Regions from separate parts of the Mus musculus genome. Here region 2 is linked to region 1. A link is a contact called in public Hi-C data. All regions are on one chromosome and are shown on one strand. The core of a region is the stretch at or near the end of the contact, and the rest is flanking DNA. Distances in the headings are between cores, read along the strand shown. Region 1 has its middle 6.0 kb from the start of Gm30308. Region 2 has its middle 48 kb from the start of Gm4319.

Evidence for each region. A called contact is a pair of places that touch in the nucleus more often than the background predicts.
Region 2: a Hi-C map of uterus shows a contact between it and region 1, with 3 times the contacts expected there. The contact joins two enhancer-like sites. A contact is called at or near these places in 6 of 484 Hi-C or Micro-C datasets (the C2C12 cell line, adipose-derived mesenchymal stem cells, nephron progenitors and 2 more) and 3 of 115 datasets of contacts at active chromatin or transcription factors (extraembryonic endoderm stem cells, fibro-adipogenic progenitors and trophoblast stem cells).

The regions. Positions count from the first base shown.
Region 1 is chr1:71,805,465-71,809,621 of GRCm38.p6, reverse strand. No RefSeq gene overlaps it. Among named protein-coding and RNA genes, the nearest start is that of Gm30308, 6.0 kb to the left of the region's middle. Within about 2 kb of position 1,806, at least 36 of the 459 cell types and tissues checked have an H3K27ac peak or open chromatin away from gene starts, as enhancers often do. A contact at or near this core is called in the C2C12 cell line and uterus, where this site is marked.
Region 2 is chr1:72,074,164-72,078,320 of GRCm38.p6, reverse strand. No RefSeq gene overlaps it. Among named protein-coding and RNA genes, the nearest start is that of Gm4319, 48 kb to the left of the region's middle. Within about 2 kb of position 1,995, at least 26 of the 459 cell types and tissues checked have an H3K27ac peak or open chromatin away from gene starts, as enhancers often do. A contact at or near this core is called in the C2C12 cell line and uterus, where this site is marked.

The DNA.
Region 1 (4,157 bases), core at 557-3,056:
GCCTCATCCTACTTTATTGAGTGAGATTAAGGCCACTTGTAAGTCTTTAGTTGCTTTTCCTGCTAGTGTGTACTAGTTTTCATTTTAATTTACCTGGACAATACTATCTATTTAAAAAGTAACCTGTGACCCTGGAGGATTTTCCCCATGGCTATCTGTGCTCCCATGGAGTCGTTTAATACACCCCTGCCTCACTTTTGAGTGTGCTGGGAATTGGCTCTAGTGACTTAATCAGGTACACATGGATTTTATACATTGTACTAATCACTTTCTGTTGGGTTACATCAGGGTGACAGAATATCTGATTGTCCTACCTTGAGACTCACTTGCTGGCACTTAAGTGTCAGCTTGACTCATCCTTTATAAAATTCTCCTTTTACATAATGCTTTGCATTTATTGGTTGGGGTTCTAATTATTTGACTTACTAACTCTTCTGTTATCCTAAAGTAAGATGTGAGTGAGAAAGATAAGGTAAATATTTTTTCCTCTCTGTATTTAGTAAGTTCCAGAATTACTTGCTATTCTCTCCTCTTTAACTTTGACAACATGGTGTGTGTGTGTGTGTGTGTGTGTGTGTGTGTGTGTGTGTGTGTGTGCATGTGATATAGCTGTGTTGGTGTGCAGGTGTGCACACATACTGAGGATAGAGGAAGACATCCATCCACTATACTACCCTATCATTAGTATAGGACAGGATCTTTTACTAAACTAGGAAGCCAGCAAGCCCAATCAGGCTTCTCCCCACCTCGGGTGGTGTTATGGCTACAAGTGTATGTGGCCATGACTGGCTTTTTAGGTACATGGTTGGGATTCAGACTCAGGTCTTCCTGTGTGCACAGGAAGTGCTCCTACTGAGCACTCCCACTTTTACACTTTGTTAATTTATATTTTTTAAAGTAGGAACTATATGAACTACATTTAAAAAAAAAAGAGGCCAATTAGCATCCTAAATTGAACAGTTGCCTTTTAATATAAACCTTACCACTGAAAATAGCCATGTCTTTCAGTATAGTGTGATCTTCTATCAAAATTTGAAACCGAATTTCAAGATGTATGGGGATTTTGTCATGTGTAAATAAAGGACCCAGAAAAATAAATTAAGGTTTTATCATCAACAACAACAACAACAAAAACAAAACTGTTTTGGAAATGAAAATACTCTCTGGTTGTCACCATTTTGATGGAACACATTCTGTTTGGACTGTTCAAAGGCAATGCCATAAAATAACATGTATTTTAATGTCACAGAAAGGTTATATTTAAAATTTTCTTAAAGTGAGTCTGGTAGCTCTCCCTGAATCTTCCTGAAGAAACTTCCCTTCCTCCCCAGTCTTTATCGGGAAGAGAAAGATTTACTCTGTAAAAATCAATATGTTGACCTGTTTCATTCATTTCCACTGAAAAGATTTGTCACTTCTCAGAAATGGAGATTAACCATGTTTGTGGAGTAGCTAGGTGTTTTCAACAATGGAACAACATGAGAACTGGGTCAGGGGCCAGAGTGGGGGTGGTCTTGATCTACTTTAAAACATTATGCAAAACTAAACTTAGGACAATTGTTTTCAATAGTCTTGTTAGACTACTCCCAGCTAGAATTTTTTCAACTAAAACACTTTTTTTTTTAAGTCATAAAAAGAGACAAGTGATTCTTGTATGACAATTTATAGAGGGTTTTTCTTTCCACAGTTTTCAAATTTGGTTTTGGATCAACTGTCTTACAAACCAGGCATATCACCCACGCCAAGGGGAGCGCTTGACAATCTTGCATGTAACTGATAGGCAGCAGGGAATTTTTTTTTCGGGCAGCAATTGTAAGTTTTCCTTGACTGCCAACATCTGCTTGCTAACGCCTGCACACATCCCCAGAGTGCTGAGTTTTGTAAACATTGTTTGATGATGACATACTGAAAATTACAAAAGTGTGTCTCTTTATCCACACCCAAAGCCCTCTGAAGAACATTTCATAGTTTTAGACTGTGGTCAGTAGGCTTTGGGGGAAACATTTGAGTTTCTTAACTCAAAATTAAATAGATCTTTTATTAAAAATAAATTCCTGAGCTATGCTTACAGGAAACGAGATGGCCACAAGCCATGAGGTCAATTTTGAAATAAAATGCTACAGAAATAAAGGTTGTTTCTTACAATTCTCCTGATAAGAATTGCTGCAAACTGAGTGAGGATATTATTTCATAGAACTAAGAATATGAATAGCCTTGCAATACATATATAAGTAGCCTGAAAATTATTCCTTTGACTTCTGTAGGATTGAAGACGCCACACTGCTCTACAGAGTAACATTCTGGCAAATCTCAATATTAAAGCAACATTCCTTTTAGCAGGAGAGAATGCAGAACTGAGCAACGATGAAAGGAACACTGTAGTTCTATGAGATTAAAGTTTAAACGTGCAGTGAATGCTGTCTTTCTGGCTAACTAAAATCTATAAGGCTGTCACCAGCAGAATCTAGGGGGAGGAGAGAAAAGGAAACCTTACCCAAGTCAAAGAAGCCTTTTCCAAGCCAAACTCTTACAAAGCCATGGGGATTCCTGAGACTGTGGCGTTCACATTTACATTCAAATCCCTCACAAATTAAGTAGCAAAAATGGTGAGCCAGCATTTTATGGGAAGGGAGAAACAGTTAGACAGAACAGACAGAGGGAAAACTGTAAACTTGTCATGAGTACCATGTGTGTTTCATGTGTTCATCCTGCCTGCTTCCTGTTCTCGGTATGCGATTCTCTGCGTAGGAGGGACATCACCACTGGAAGAACCCATCTGCTTATTTGCAAATAGGACAAAAGCTATTATAGAATGATAATAAATAAAAAGGCTAAAATGAAAGTGATAATGAGTTTCCTTGTATATTATATGATTGACCACCCTGTCTCAAAGAATCAGGCTGAAGAGCAATGGAGTGTGACTCCAGACATCAACTCCCAAGTGCAAACAAACACATGTGCACCCACACACGTGTGTGCCCACATACATGCAAACAATCATACACATGCATATTGCATACATAAACATGGAAATGTAGAACTTATTCCTAATTATAAAAAAACTTAAGCTTAGACTCCACATAGATAAGGGTATTATTTTATCCACTGCTGTATCAGTGATATCTACAACTTAGAGTGAGTATTGTATAAAAAATAAAGCACAGATGAGCACTTTAAGTGATAAAAATGAGACAGTATACTTTTCCCCAACCTATCATTCAGTTTATCCTTAGGATTGGAAAAAGGTAGCTTTTATTGGCCAGGAGATGTTGGAATGCAGTTTAGGGAATGATGAAGTGATATCGGTAGTGCTATGCTAACTACTGAATGTTCTTCAGCAGAGTAAATAGGAGCTAGTGATGCCCCCCCCCTTTACTGCCCTGACTGCAGATCAAGCCAACTGCCCAGGCATACAACCTGTGCGATGGTACAGGGCTCCATCTGTAGAAGGACCCAGAGTCGTCATCTTGAGACTTGCTTGTAGACAAGCAGCTTTGCAGTTTTTCCCATTGTTCTGATCTCTGATGATTCCATGGGCAGTCTTCCTGCAGACAGTTTCTGAGATAGCTGAGTTACCTAAAAATGCTGTATGGATGACCAGTAGTCCAACATGAAGAAGATAGCTTCTGATACTCAAATGTGAACTTATAACCTTTAGAAAAGTCAACAAAAGGAGTGTCAGGTCATATCCATTTTTGTCTTGCTTATTTAGATTTTCTCCCAACATTTGTCTGATGAAGAGTGATCGCCACTGGCTTCCTAGCAGCCTAGATCCTAGTAGGATTCTAAAATTCCGGTACGGTCTGGAACAGGGCGAGCTGTATTTTTACGGCTCTCAAGAACCATTCATCTACTCGACTAAACATTCTCCAAAGCCTCTAACTGCACTCGGTCGTCACTCCTTGTAAATGCAGAGATAATAGTACTCGGGAGAACTGTAAAGTCAGCTGCCTTTTGCTGAATGAAAGCCACATACTAGGGATTTGTAAGTCTCTAAAGTGAAGGCTTTGGTGGCACTCTGATGTAGTTTAGACATTTCAATCACATCACTGGCACTTGTCCTCGACTTTCAACATGCCACAAGTTTCACAGAAAATGTCCTGCAATAAAATACATCAAGGCACCCCATTGGCCACAAATTGAATTTTTTTCCTAAA
Region 2 (4,157 bases), core at 746-3,245, 270 kb before region 1:
CTCTGAGATGGACTTTGTACCAACTCAATGAGATGACATGAGTTCTCCTGAAGAGAACTATTCCCCCCACCCAAATAAGGAATATGACAACATCAGCACCATGGGGGTTACTGCCCAGATTTCCCTGTTGTTGTGTTCTTATTTACTCTGGTAGTTATTGTTATATAACAAGCCATCCCAAATAGTGAATGGATCAAAACAGCAATATTTATACCTTCACTTTTTCTGAGGGTCTTGGATCCAGCATTGTTTAGCTGGATGGCTCAACTTCAAGGTCTGGGTTGTATCATCTGAAGTCTGTCTGCGGCTGTAGGATCTACCTACTTCCAAGAAGGCTTATGTACAGTTGGAAGCCTCTGTTCCTTGCTACGTGAATTTTCCGCAGGGCCAAGTGACTGTCAAGGTAGATAGCCAGCCTATCCCTTGCTGAGTAGCCTTCGGGAGACAGAGAATAAGAAGGCAGCTAAGACACACATTGTTATGTCATTTAGAAGTTGATTTAAATGGGACATGGCATCTTCTGTCACATTGCACTGGCCACGCAGACCTAACCCTGGTAGATCGTGGAAAAGGTCCTTTTGGAGTTTGGCTAAAATATATTCTGTTTTGCTTTTATGTAATATTTTATTTTCCTATTTTCTTTCATTCCTAATTTTTTTCTTTCATTCTCCAAGCTCAAGAGTGTATACAGTAGAAGGAGAGCTACTGTTGAACTCATGGCCACAGGCAATGCCAGTGAGTTAATAAGAGATTCTCAAGGTGGAAGGTGACCTTTGACCCATTCTCCCTTTCTGTAGAGAGCCTAGCATACAGATAACCAAGATAGGAAACAGTCAGGTGTAAAGGCTCATGTCTGTAATCCTAGCACCTGCAAAGCTGGTGCAGGAGGATTGTTTTGAGTATGAGGACAGAGTGACAGAGTGGACTACATAGTGGGTTCCAGGCCAGCTTGGGCTATAAAATGCTTGGGAGGAGGAAGAGGAGGAGGAAGGAGAGAGAGAGAGAGAGAGAGAGAGAGAGAGAGAGAGAGAGAGAGAGAGAGAGGAGAGACAGTCAGAGAGATACAGAGAGACAGAGTCAGAGAGACAGAGAGATAGAGACAGAAAGACAGAGACAGAGAGAGACAGAGAGAGAAGAGAGAGACAGAGACAGTCAGAGAGATACAGAGAGACAGAGTCAGAGAGACAGAGAGATAGAGACAGAAAGACAGAGACAGAGAGACAGAGACAGAAACACACACACACACACACACACACACACACACAGAGAGAGAGAGAGAGAGAGAGAGAGATTGATTTTCTAAAAGAGAAATCAGACTTTTCCTATTTTTGGTCTGGTTCTGTCATAAAATATCACAAACTCACTGGAAACTGTGCTTCCTTTCCTATGCTTTTCCCCACCCCATGATGGGAATGAAAAGCCTCCCAAGGAGACTTGTAATTATGATTCTTTTCTACAATTGATACAACCTTTGGATTGATTTTTGGCTCCCAGATGCCAGGTGTTTCCTGTGACAAACAGAGACCAAAGTTCTGATCCCTTTCCACACCCCCAAGTCTTCCACCCCTGCCCTGACTTGCTAGTGGATGAGCAAACTGTCCCTCATGTCTCCAGATTCTAATTTCATTTTTTTTCCAATGTCACCTCAGTTCCATGAAGGGAGCATTTTGCTTTATTGAATTCCTCTTTTGCTTAGTGAATTGCAGTGATTCAGCTTTCTTGCATGTTTTCTTCTGGTGTGTCCCTGTGTTGAGAATTCTTCAATAAGCCCCAAGGAATTTAAGGACTCCCAGAACCAAGTGATAGGTTGGGGCTCTGAGGGAGCCATGAGAGTATACAAAGGCTGTTGCTAAGCAGCTATTTACAAATAAAGGCGTTTCTCCAACTGCACAGAACCCTCAAACAAATGCTATCATTAAATGATGCATAGTCAGGGAGACTACCTTTACTGCTGAAGAATTTACTATTGAGCCCTTTATTTATAGTGCAGATAATGGTTGCTCGAAAAGGGAGGAAACTGTGTCAAGGGACTTTTATGAGTGGTGAAAAAAATAAGTGAGCTGTATGTTGGTTTGAAGTGATGACCAAATAATGATTTCATTTATCATCAGCCTGCAATAAATCTGCAAGTCTGCTCTCACCATGACAATGGGAAGCTGCAGGAAATCCAAGCCAGTTGGTTCCAGGCACTTGTCTTTTGTGCTGAGGAAAGTATCGACCAGGGGCACCAGACCCAAAAGTTCTGCAGGACCAGTTTTTGTATGACTTGGCTACTCATCAATGTTACTCTTGGTCTATCACTTGAGAGTCTACACTCCAGTAGTGCTAACTCTGGGATGTGGTAATTATCTTAGGGCAAGAAAGGAAGAACTCAGGCACCCATGCTGTTTTTAGCCAAAGAAAAGAGAAAACAAAACAAAGCCACTCCTCGGCCTTTCAGAGGATGAGGATGTGTGCGGAGCTCTTGGACAGTCCACTCATTAGTTGCCACTTGACATTAGACTCTAGAATCAGTGTCTTGAGGTGAAATATTCGGTCAGAACAACCATCAACTTCCTGCCACCCAAACCTTATGTCATTATTTTTTCTCTGAAGACCTCATGTTTGAGAGATTTTTATCTAGACGGTGGTGACTGTATTGCTGTGACTCATCTGTTCTACCTTCTTAGGCTTATGTTCAAAATTATCCATATTTTGAACAATGTGTCACAAAGTTATATTCAACCAAACCCTGGTAGCTAATTAGCATTTCACTGTACCATCTACTGTTGCTGTTTGCTAGTTCTATGGGCTAAGTATTGTTAAATAGCACATATACCTTCTCTACAGAGCTTTTTTTTTTTTTTTGAGACAGAGCTTCTCTGTGTAGCCCTGACTGTCCTGGAACTCACTCTGTAGACCAGGCTGGCCCTGAACTCAGAAATCTGCCTGCTTCTGCCTCCCAAGTGCTGGGATTAAAGGCGAGCGCCACCACTGCCCGGCTTTTACAGAGCTCTGGTACACTGTGCACTTCAAAAAGGAAAGAAGTGGTTCTGGGTGGGTAGAATCTGTAAGGATGTCATATCCAAGAGTGGGAAAACTGCTAATTAAGGTCAAAGTCCATCATGACCAGACAGCCTCTGGGCTTGGCACAATAAGGGACATTCCTTTCATTAGTGGGGCTTCTCCTTCTCTGACTTTGTCTGGGGGAGTTCTAAGCCCTCACACGTGCCTCTACCTAAGGAATGTCAGGTAGCCTCGGCTAGATTGTAGAATCAATCTTCTTTCTCCAGAAAGAACCCTGTTCAGCTAGCACCTGAGATTCCTGAAATGCTTCCTATGCTACTGAGGCATTTTGGATCCCCAAGCCTAAAGCTAACCAATGATCTTTGCCCATCTTGGATGTTCCTACCATCAGTCTCCCAAAACTTTATAAACAAGCCTTGAATCACCCTAAGTAAAGTTGATCTGCCTCCTGATAGCTGGTCCCAGTGTGATTATTCACTGTAAGTACTCACAGGGCTTCTAGCACCAGCCACTCCTCTCATTGTCTCTGTTCCCATGGCTCTCACGGACCTTATTGGCCTACCATCCACGAGATTGCGGAGAGCCACAGTTGGCCCTGAACGTGGGGCATAAACCAACAACTCTGAGATCAACAGTCTCATGCTCTACCGACTGTGATCTGCACCTGCAATGGCTCCACCTGGCCCCGTGTCCTAGGCTTCAAGGCTTCACTGCACAGATCCTCCTACTCATCAAAGCATAGCTTCTGTGGGATCCAGAAGCAGTGAGCGTTTGCTCCCAAACTGCTCCCAAACTGCTCCCAAACTGACAGCTGGATGGGCCAGACACTCCAGTGAAATCCATTTTCAGGGCTACGTGATTCAGCAGGTGAGTTGTTATAAACTCCTTAGCAGATTCTGACTTCCATGGCCACTGTCCTGCTATCTACACCAACCAACACCTTTCCTGGAGTCTGATGAACGTCAGTGGGGTCCAGTGGGCCTCAACCTGTTCGGTTCATCTGGCAATACCAGTTCTGCCTACCAAAAGTACCACTAGGGACTCACATTCCGCTATGGATTCCACGCCAGCAAGCCGGCTGCTTATCCATTTAATCTTTGAGGATAGGTTGAGATTATTTCAGCTGTAAGACCTCTAATAATTTGCTTTAC